3 separate regions of the Zea mays genome follow, and all the other regions are linked to region 2. A link is a contact called in public Hi-C data. All regions are on one chromosome and are shown on one strand. The core of a region is the stretch at or near the end of the contact, and the rest is flanking DNA. Distances in the headings are between cores, read along the strand shown.

Region 1 (3,255 bases), core at 113-2,612, 470 kb before region 2:
TAGCGAAAGGGTCTCTAGCGTAATGGTTAAAGCTTCTGAGTAGCACCTTCAGGTCTCGGGTTCGATCCCCCTCGGGGACTAATTTCGGGCTTGGTTAAAAAAATCCCCTCGTTGTGCCCCGTCCACTCCCGAGTTAAGTCCTGCGCGCCACCCTCTGGCTCGATCGTTGCAGAGTGGGCGGTGACAGTCCGCTAGTGATGAGGGGCCAGGGTTTGGGGATTTTCTCGGACGGGAGGAGTCCGGGACCATGTTTTGGTCTCTTCTTAATATAATACTGGGAGGACCGTCTTTCTCTCCCCAGACGAGTTATTTATAACATTAAGAACCCACTCACTTTGTGTGTTCCATATAATGGTTTAATGTTATTGATATTTTTATCGGTCATAAGACATGATTCGGTTTCATATCCATAATGAACTAGCCTTTTTCTGATTTCAAAGGGAAGAGATGAATATACCTTTGGGAAATCAATGCCACAGGTTATGTGGATTTGTGGGCTAGGGAATGCAGCTATAAAGCAATCGTGTTTCCGTAGGTAAACAGGCTCCTGAATTTCAGGCGCCAGTTTATCCAACTTTTCCCCATTGGCATCCTCTGCCGCACACAAGCCAACGCCTTGTACTGCCTCTACCCACTCTTGCGCTGATCCATCAAGCAAAGGAATCTGGCATTGCTTAATCACTTTCACATAAATGGAAAATACAACGATAACTCTACACCTTCCCACATTGAAAATAGGGAACTAAGACAAGGTGGGAAATGAGCAGACATCCACGCACCTCATCCCCGCCGCTAACCTCGATACGGCAGTTGTCGACGCCAAGCGCCTCCATCGCCGAAAGAAGGTGTTCCACCGTCCGGACCCGCGTGTGGGCGCCTTCGCCCCGACGAAGCGTCGTGCAGAGCTGCGACAGTGGCTCGGCGTTCCCCACCTCTGCCGCTACCCTCGCCTCCTCATCACCCTCCACGAGGAAATACCTACCCTCTCCAGCTTGCGTCGGAAACAGCGTGGCGGTGACGCGCGCTCCCGAGTGGAGCCCCACGCCCGACCTGCTCACCGCCGCCGCCAGCGTTTGCTGCGGCCGCCCCGTCTGGCAGAGGAGGGTTAGTCTGCCAGAGATTCAGACTATTGCTTTTAAACACTAGAGCATCGCTGACTTACCGGCTTCCAGGAGAAGGCTGCGCGGGAGACGGATGTGAGGGCCCGGGCGGCGGAGGAGGGCATGGCGGCGGTGGGGAAGGCAGTGGAGGCAGAAACCTGTCACGACCGAGGGTGTGACGGTCTGAAGACGGCGGGAAAGTGCTCAGCCGAGCGTGGGGCGTTTGTGTGTGAGAAAAGCGTATTTTTGTAATGTGGGTCCTGGATGTCGGGCGTGTGTGGTTGGCTTAAAAGCCGGAACCCTGGTCTGTATGGAACTATTCCGAATCTGAAATCCAAAAGGTTGACATAGTGCCGACGTGGCCGAGCTTGGTGCCCGTTATTGGCGCTCCATCCACGCGGCCAGGAGCAGGGTCTTGTCGGCGTCGAAATGCTCAAAACCAGACAACACTACAGGTCCCTCGTCTGCAGTCTGCACCCACGCTATGTCCACGTACCCGACGCTGTCGCGCCGAAGAAGGGTCTGGGTCTCCCCTTGGAGCACTCCTCCACTGCTCCCTCCAGGGTCTCCGCCGCGGCAAACAACTGCTTCTGCCGCTCTGCCTTCTCGTCACCCGTCTTGCCCATTATCATCATCATGAAAACCACACACGTTCACTTTTCTTTGGAAATACAAGGAGTACACGTGCACCAAAAGCACACACCACCACCACAACTAGTGAAAACAAATTAAGCTAGGAACAGCTAGCGGGATTAGTGGATATATATTGCACATCACGGTCGTACGCGTCGACGGGGAGGAGAGAAGGGCCGGTGCCGTCGTAGACCTCACACTAGTACAATTTGGCTCTATACAAGCGGTAGGATTTTTACATCACAGGCGGTTTGGTTAGAAAACCGCTTGTGATGTCCCAGGCGGTTTAGTACACCTGTGATGTAATAGTATCATAAGCGGTTTTTGTTTAGGACCGCCTGTAATGCTCTATCCTTTTCACAAGCGGACCCTAAGACAAAACCGCATGTGATTGTAAAAATATGAAAATACAATTTAAATATGAAAATAATTTTAATTTTTAACAGAAATATGCAAATACAATTTAAATGAATTAATATTTAATTTTTAACAATAATATGCAAATACAATTTAAATGAATTATAATAGCACACATAGATAACTAGAGAGATTTTAAATTAATTGGCAACCACAATTCATAGTCGATCATACATGATAACAAATACAATTTGATTCATACAATTTTTCATGAACTATCATTTTTCCGCATGTATGGCTTTAAGTTCTTATCAATTTTCTTTTCCACACGCTTGATTCTCTCTGGACCGTTAAAGACGAACATCTCTTCATACTTATTGTATTCCTCATCTTGGTCTCCCACATTCTCAACTCCAACAATTTTTTGCTTTCCAGAAATAACTACATGCATCTTCTCATCTGCTGGATCGAGTACATAGAACACTTGTGCAACACATTCGGCGAGAACCCACGGGTCATCTTTATATCCTACTTTCTTTAAGTCTACCAGTGTGAGTCCGTAGTTATCCACTATCACCCCCACGGGATGTTGTACCCATTGGCACTTAAACAAGGGTATTTTCATGCTTGGGCCATAATCAAGTTCTCATATTTCCTCTATGAATCCAAAATATGTGGTCTTCTGTCCATGTAGGTCAAAAGCATCGATACGAACACCGCTATTTTGTGCAACACTTTTCATGTCTTTTGATTTAGTGTAGAATGTGTACCCATTGATGTCATATGCTTGCCATGATGTCACAAAACACGATGGCCCAGAAGCCAAATTCTTCATTGTTTTCTCATCCGAAGAGTCTCCGAATGGGATGTTTTTGTCCATTAACCATTCGCTGAAACGATGTTTGTGCTCCCTCATGATCCAGTCCTCTGTGCGGTTCTGATTTTCTTTACGAAGCTCATTCAGGTGTTCCTCTATGTAAGGCTCGGCTATCGTGAGATGTTGTAGTACACTACCATGAGCACAATGTACTAGCTTGTAATCCTCAACGCGAAAAGTTTTCTTGCCCATTCTCCCTCTCCCACATAGTTTACCCTCATGTTTAGGTACAGGCACACCTATCATTGTTCCGTCACTGATGTAATCTATACAGCTCTCAATCACTTC
Region 2 (3,261 bases), core at 290-2,789:
AATCAATGATGAGAAATAAAGGAGGCAAGAATTAGAAGGGAGAAAGCCTCCTCTTGCTCGGCCGTGGGCAGAGGCCCCCGGCCGACGTTCCTGCCCATCGATACCCCTCTCCAATCTCTCACTGATCTAACGACCATAACAGCTCACCTACCTACACGCTATTTACCCCTTTAGACACCATAGTTGCTAGATAGAATACGGTAAACAAAATTGAGTCAGATGAGTTATAATCTACTTTATTTTTTTAATTTGCTCATAGCACCTACTAAGATTTACAGATAGTTATGATAAAATTAGTAAATGAAGACTATTAAAAAGCACAGTTGTATGAGAAATGAACATATCCTTGGGTCTGAACATTCCTACTTGTTCCTGATCACTCAATACTTCAGTTCTCTTCCTAGTCATGTGGTTTTATTGAATGTTTAGAGAGCTAATCAACCATGGGAGACATAGTATCACTATCATTTCCCTTCATTTACATATGCACCCACAGTAATGCATGTCAATACCTATGTTTCTGTCTTACGCATTTTCACATTTACTATCTTGATCAAGGGCCTGATTCTATAATTCCAGTCAACAATAGTATCACATTTTATGATTCGTATGTTTAAGATCAAGATCGTATGATTGAGATCTTATGTAGACTCCAACCCAACTTATAATCTACGACTTGACAACCTTAACGACAATATGATCCTTCAATCTTCAACACAAAGCAGCCCAATTCAACATTTGAAACCCCAAACGAACATGTTCGATATGTTCTGGTCATTCTTACTTGTGCATACAATACTTGTACTCCTGGCTTCGAACATAGTCCAACTCCCCTTCCTCAAGCTACACAAGGCAGCCAAGCAAAAAAAATCAGTAAACCAAGTATATCGCAGCTGCTGAAACCCCACATCCTGATGCCACCACTCACCGGATCCCCGCCGTATATGAGGTCGTAGCACTCCGGCGAGAGGCAGCGCAGCACGCAGTTCTCCTTCTCCGTCGGCGAGTACCTGCACACCCATCCCCACAGCCCGCTACGGCACGGCCGAGAGAAACAAACCACCGTCAGAACTCAGAAACATCGCGTCAGATGCGTTCCACTGAATAGTAGAGAACACATCATACTAACACGTACTTCTCGACGTCGGTGTAGCAGGCCTCCTTCTTCTGCCGGATCTCGTTGTCCTGCGCCACGGAGTTCGGTAAGCGCGATGGGATGGATAGAGACTAGAGAGGCGGGCGGAGGAGAGATGGCAGGGTCGGGTCAGGCGGGGAGACGTACGGAGATGGGGCGGCGGGAGGACTTGGCGGCGGCGGAGACGACGAGGAGGGCAAGGGTGAGTACTAGAAGATAGCAGGCGGACGGGAATCGCCGTGGATTCCGGTGGGACGGATGCGACGGCCGCCGGGAAGACATGGCACCGTGTGGATCCCGTCAGCTGGCTCGAGCTGATGTCGCGAGCCTTCTGCTGCGGGCTGCGGCGCTTGTCTCGGTCTGGAAATCGATCGAACATGGCAGAGGCATTTGAACTACTTCGTCTCAAAGCGAAATGAATCGTTTTCATTTGAACACGGCAGAGGCATTTGAACTGCTTCGTCTCAAAGCGAAACGAATCGTTTCCATTTGAACATGACAGAGGCATTTGAACTGTATGGATAGGAGCATTTTTTTTGTGAATAGGAGCATTGTTGTGTTTGTGAATTGTGATTATTCCAATTCGTCTCGCGTCAGAACTGTTGTTTGCATAAATTCAGTGCTTATGAATTATGTTGCAACAAAATCGTTAAACGATATCAAGCCGGGATGGTTACAAAACTTTGTGCAGACAAGATACATACAGTGTACATTAGCCTACGGCCATGTTTCTTCATGTCTTTCATGTGGCTTTCGTCAAAACTCGGAATTGCTGCAGGTGTCTTCTACATATTGGAATAATGAATCAAGAAATGACTAATGAGAAGCAACCCATATTCTGTTAACCTGTACTGCTGCGTCTGGATACCATACACTGCAAGCAAAGCCGGATTCTTTTCCCAGGACGAAGCTTTGCGCGGCAAAGTTACGTATTTATGATCATCATCAAAACTGTGATGTCGCAAACGTTCAGAAATGAAGACGACAGAAATTCACTCTGGCTCAACAGGTATTTCAGCTTGAGTTGGACGGTCAATGCGCTTCCCAGTGTACCTGAGTTTACTTCTGATTACAAATAAGAATATTGCGGTCATGAGGAATCCTTTTAATAGCAAGGGGACAGCCGTATCAGTTCCTCGGCAAGAATTCCATCCTGGGATAATAGGTTGCACACTGATTGAAGCAAATCTTTTATCACCTTTATCATCCCTAGAATGTAATGAATAGAATTATTAAATGGCCTTATCAAAAGTAAATTCAAGCTTTACAGAATGAGAGCAATGTAGATAAGCTAGGCATCTGAACCACATATACATATGGCATTGCCTTTAGATAGCATTTTTTTCCAAGAAAAAAGCAATTAGAGATTCCAAGAGCGCCAAGCCTGCCCTTTTCGTCATGCACTAGGTACTAAAACAACTAGCTTGGCAGATCAATACATCAACATAGTCTTTTAGTCCCAAGCAAGTTGGGGTAGGCTAGAGTGGAAATCCAACAAGATGTCACCAAAAAGAGAAAGAGAGATAAAGGGAAAGGAAAAAGCCATTGAGAGCACTAAAAGGAAAAATGTCTAATCACGGTTCGGGCACATGGATAGCTTCTTTCCAAGCACTTCTATCCAAACACCGATCAATTGGAATATTCCATTTCTTCAAGTCTCTTTTGATTGCCTCCTCCCATGTCAAGTTTGGTCGACCTCTACCTCTTCTTATTATTGTCCCGTCTTATGATGACTCTGTGCACCGGTGTCTCTAGGGGTCTCCGGTGGACATGCCCAAACCATCTCAACCGATGTTGAATAAGCTTTTCTTCAATTGGCGCTACTCCTAGCCGATCGTGTATGTCATCGTTTCTCACTCAGTCCAATCTTGTGTGCCCACATATCCAACGCAATATACGTATCTCTACGACACTTAGTTGTTGGATGTCGTCTCTTAGTCGGCCAACACTAAGCCCCATATAACATAGCAGGCCTAATCGCTAACCTGTAGAACTTGCCTTTCAACTTCTGTAACACTCTCTTATGACATAGGACTCCCGATGTTTGACGTCATTTCATCCATCCCGCTTTGATTCTATGGCTAACATCTTCATCAATATCACTATCTCTATGTAGCATCGATCCC
Region 3 (2,859 bases), core at 157-2,656, 290 kb before region 2:
AGAACAACTTCATTATTAAATTCAAATAAAACTTAGAACAAACACATGGTATGTTAGAGAAGGGTTGGTCCAGCAAAGCATTTCTGAGACCTGCATGATCATCGTGTTCAATGTCATTAAAACTTCTGAAGAAACCTTTCCAGCATTCAAAACAAAGAGTTCCAACATGTACCAATGTGTTTGCGGTGTTTCATCCTAGCAGCATAAGAGCTAAAACATGAAACATTTAATAAATCCAGCAAACAGAAAATGCAAAGCAAAACCAAAGACAACTATCTACTTTAAAAGTGTGAAAACTGACCAGTAGTCTATAAACCATGCTCAACCAAACAAAGCAAACAGAATGTCCAGTTCCTACCTCCTCAATTCAATTACCAATACATACAAGAATATGTCCCTTGAATGAATGATGTCAGCAATCCGAAAAGCTGTTCGTCACTGCTGATCTCATATAAGCCAAGGTTGAGCTTGCCAGTAGCCAGTTTCAAATAGGGACCTCCCCTTTTTTTCTTTTTTTTTCTTTTTTGCAAAAACTAGTGTCCTTCGGTTTATGCTAATTTCCACGTGTTTGCCTCAATTTCCAAGTTTCAGCGTAACTTAAAGGACCAAAAACTCTTTCACCGTTTTCTAATGTCAGAATCAGGATTCACATCCTGCCAGGGAATCATGTCATGTGTATGACACACAATTGTAAATTGCTCCCGTGTGACATATAGTACTTCTGTCATGGAGTCTCACTCCCAAAATTTGACCCAAAACTACTCATACTACAATGCAATATATGAACCGAAAGTCCGAACTTCTACTGCAGGTCTGAAGCAACCAAAAAAAAACACCAGAAATAATCAGATGAAATCACTGCTCGCCATGTTTTCCTCCACCTTCATCTTTCGATTCCTCGTCACCCCCATTCTACTGGGAAAAACAATGACACGAATCCCCCAGGACAACTGCAGGAACCCTGAATACAACGGTAACATTCGCCCAAACCGGACACTGACACATCAACAACTCAAGCGTGCGCGTCTATCAGTACACACGCAGCTGACCACAGGTCGCGCAGGGCTTGCCTCCTTGGGGTGCGAGGAGTAGGGGTGGGACGCGTAGCGCGAGGCTTCAAGGGCCTCCTCCAGGTCGGGCTGCGCGGCGGCGTCGCGGCCGATCCGCTCCGAGACGTGAAGACCCGCCGAGGCCACGTCGGGACCGATGGCCTCGTCCTCCCCCCACGCCATGGCCGGAGCGTCGCGGCACAACGCGCAAGTGGTGGGGAACGGCCGAACGTGAGAGCGAGGAAAAACCCTAGTGCGCGATGGAGGCAGGGAGGGGCGGCGGGGCTGGCAAGTTCGGTTGATTTTTGATTCACATTTTTGTGGGCGGGTTCCGGTTTTGCAGGTTGGACCCGAAGTCATTTCACTTGACTTGGCTGTTTGATTCTCTATTCTATCTCATATCTCATTTCTTATTTTAAACTTCTTTCTACAAACAATATTAGTTACAATTCTGCTTCTCCTATTTTACATGATCCAAAAACAACCTTAGAAACTATTTTTTAAAAGCTAGAACTAAAAAGCCTCCAAATAGATCAATTTTTTATTCATTTTCTAAAAAAACTAGTTTTCTCGTTTCTTAAAAACCAAGAAATTAGTACCCAGCTAAAATCAGTTTTTTTTATGATTAGTCATTATTTATGAAAAAACTATAAAGGAATTTTAAAAAAAAAACTAGTGGATCTAAACATTTTTATTCGCTTTTTTTCTGAAAGCCAATTTTTATAAACTAAATGTAGTAACCAGTTTTTAAGAAACCGGAATGGATCAAGCAGGGCTTTATTCAAATCGTTTTTTTCCTTATGCCGACTATAACGTAAAAACGCCACATATCCTGGGAAGGGGAATGGGCTAAGACCGTTTCCAATAACTTCTAATATTTCTATTCTCATTATCTTTATACTCAGTTACGTGTGCATTGCTACGATTTTATATATTATATAGATGGATATTATTTAAATGAGATATTTATTTAAATATGATTATATTTTTATTTCCCAAAAATAGTGTATGTATATTTAATATGACTATCCTTTACAAACATAAAGGCTTTGTTTGGGAGGCTTCGTTTCAAGAATTGCAGCTTTAGTTTTCCAGCTTCACCATGAAACAACTTCGATAGATTGGTTTGTACATAGACTCTAGCTTCTGTAATATAATTAATTTGTGTTAGTTTTTTTAATTACCCTTAATTATTAGCGGCTAGAGAAAGAGACTAAATCGGTAGGTCATATAACCAATGGTATGGTAGATAATTTTTGTGCAACTCTACGAAGAGGTATGAAAAAGTTATTTTGAAGCCCTCTAAAGAGCTTCGAAAATTTCATGAAGCTAACCTCTAGTTTTAGTTTTTTTTAAAAAACTAGGGCTCATGAAGCTAGACCTATTTGGATAAATAAGCTAGAATAGACCTGAAATTTTTAAAGTGAGGCTCTTCCAAATAGCGCCAAAATAACACTTGTTTTTGGTGGTAGATATTGAATTCTTGAAGATAGAGGATAGTGGGTTCGTGCCTCCATCCTTATGCTCCCTTTTTACCTTTTTTTTTTGCTTTTTTCCTTTATATGATTTATGCCACGCGCATGTGCACGGGGCAGCAGGATTTTTGTGAGAGAGTCAACTCTAACCGGGTGGCAAAAGCCATCAGTCTAATCCTAAGAATAAGGGGCTCCATAGGGTTAGCCTAACAAGATGGTTGAACACAAAAACACACGAGAATTTAGAGTGGTTCGAGCCGTCTTACGTAATACCCTACTTCATTTGTGAGTTGTATTGCTGGGAGTTTGAGTGAGAGTGAGTGTGAATGAGGCTG

The links. Hi-C and Micro-C count contacts between places; a contact is called where the count stands out from the background.
Region 1: a Hi-C map of leaf shows a contact between it and region 2, with 6 times the contacts expected there. The contact joins the promoter of LOC103644520 here to the promoter of LOC100273765 in region 2. A contact is called at or near these places in 2 of 25 Hi-C or Micro-C datasets (ear and leaf).
Region 3: a contact with region 2 is called in a Hi-C map of ear, with 2.0 times the contacts expected there. The contact joins the promoter of LOC103632918 here to the promoter of LOC100273765 in region 2. A contact is called at or near these places in 2 of 25 Hi-C or Micro-C datasets (bundle sheath and ear).

What each region holds. Positions count from the first base shown.
Region 1 is chr1:28,319,507-28,322,761 of Zm-B73-REFERENCE-NAM-5.0, reverse strand. It overlaps LOC103644520 (probable UDP-3-O-acyl-N-acetylglucosamine deacetylase 1, mitochondrial), which reads right to left and starts at 1,362. Exons shown (of 7, transcript XM_020545639.3): 1 at 1,163-1,362; 2 at 780-1,091; 3 at 458-664. The coding sequence starts at 1,225. It also overlaps the pseudogene LOC103644519.
Region 2 is chr1:27,854,062-27,857,322 of Zm-B73-REFERENCE-NAM-5.0, reverse strand. LOC100273765 reads right to left here and starts at 1,539. Exons shown (of 5, transcript NM_001148170.1): 1 at 1,283-1,539; 2 at 1,136-1,185; 3 at 929-1,034; 4 at 785-843. The coding sequence starts at 1,417. It overlaps LOC100382193, which reads right to left. Exons shown (of 11, transcript NR_159445.1): 11 at 1,730-2,344.
Region 3 is chr1:28,144,017-28,146,875 of Zm-B73-REFERENCE-NAM-5.0, reverse strand. LOC103632918 (nuclear pore complex protein NUP155) reads right to left here and starts at 1,406. Exons shown (of 14, transcript XR_556222.3): 1 at 1,071-1,406.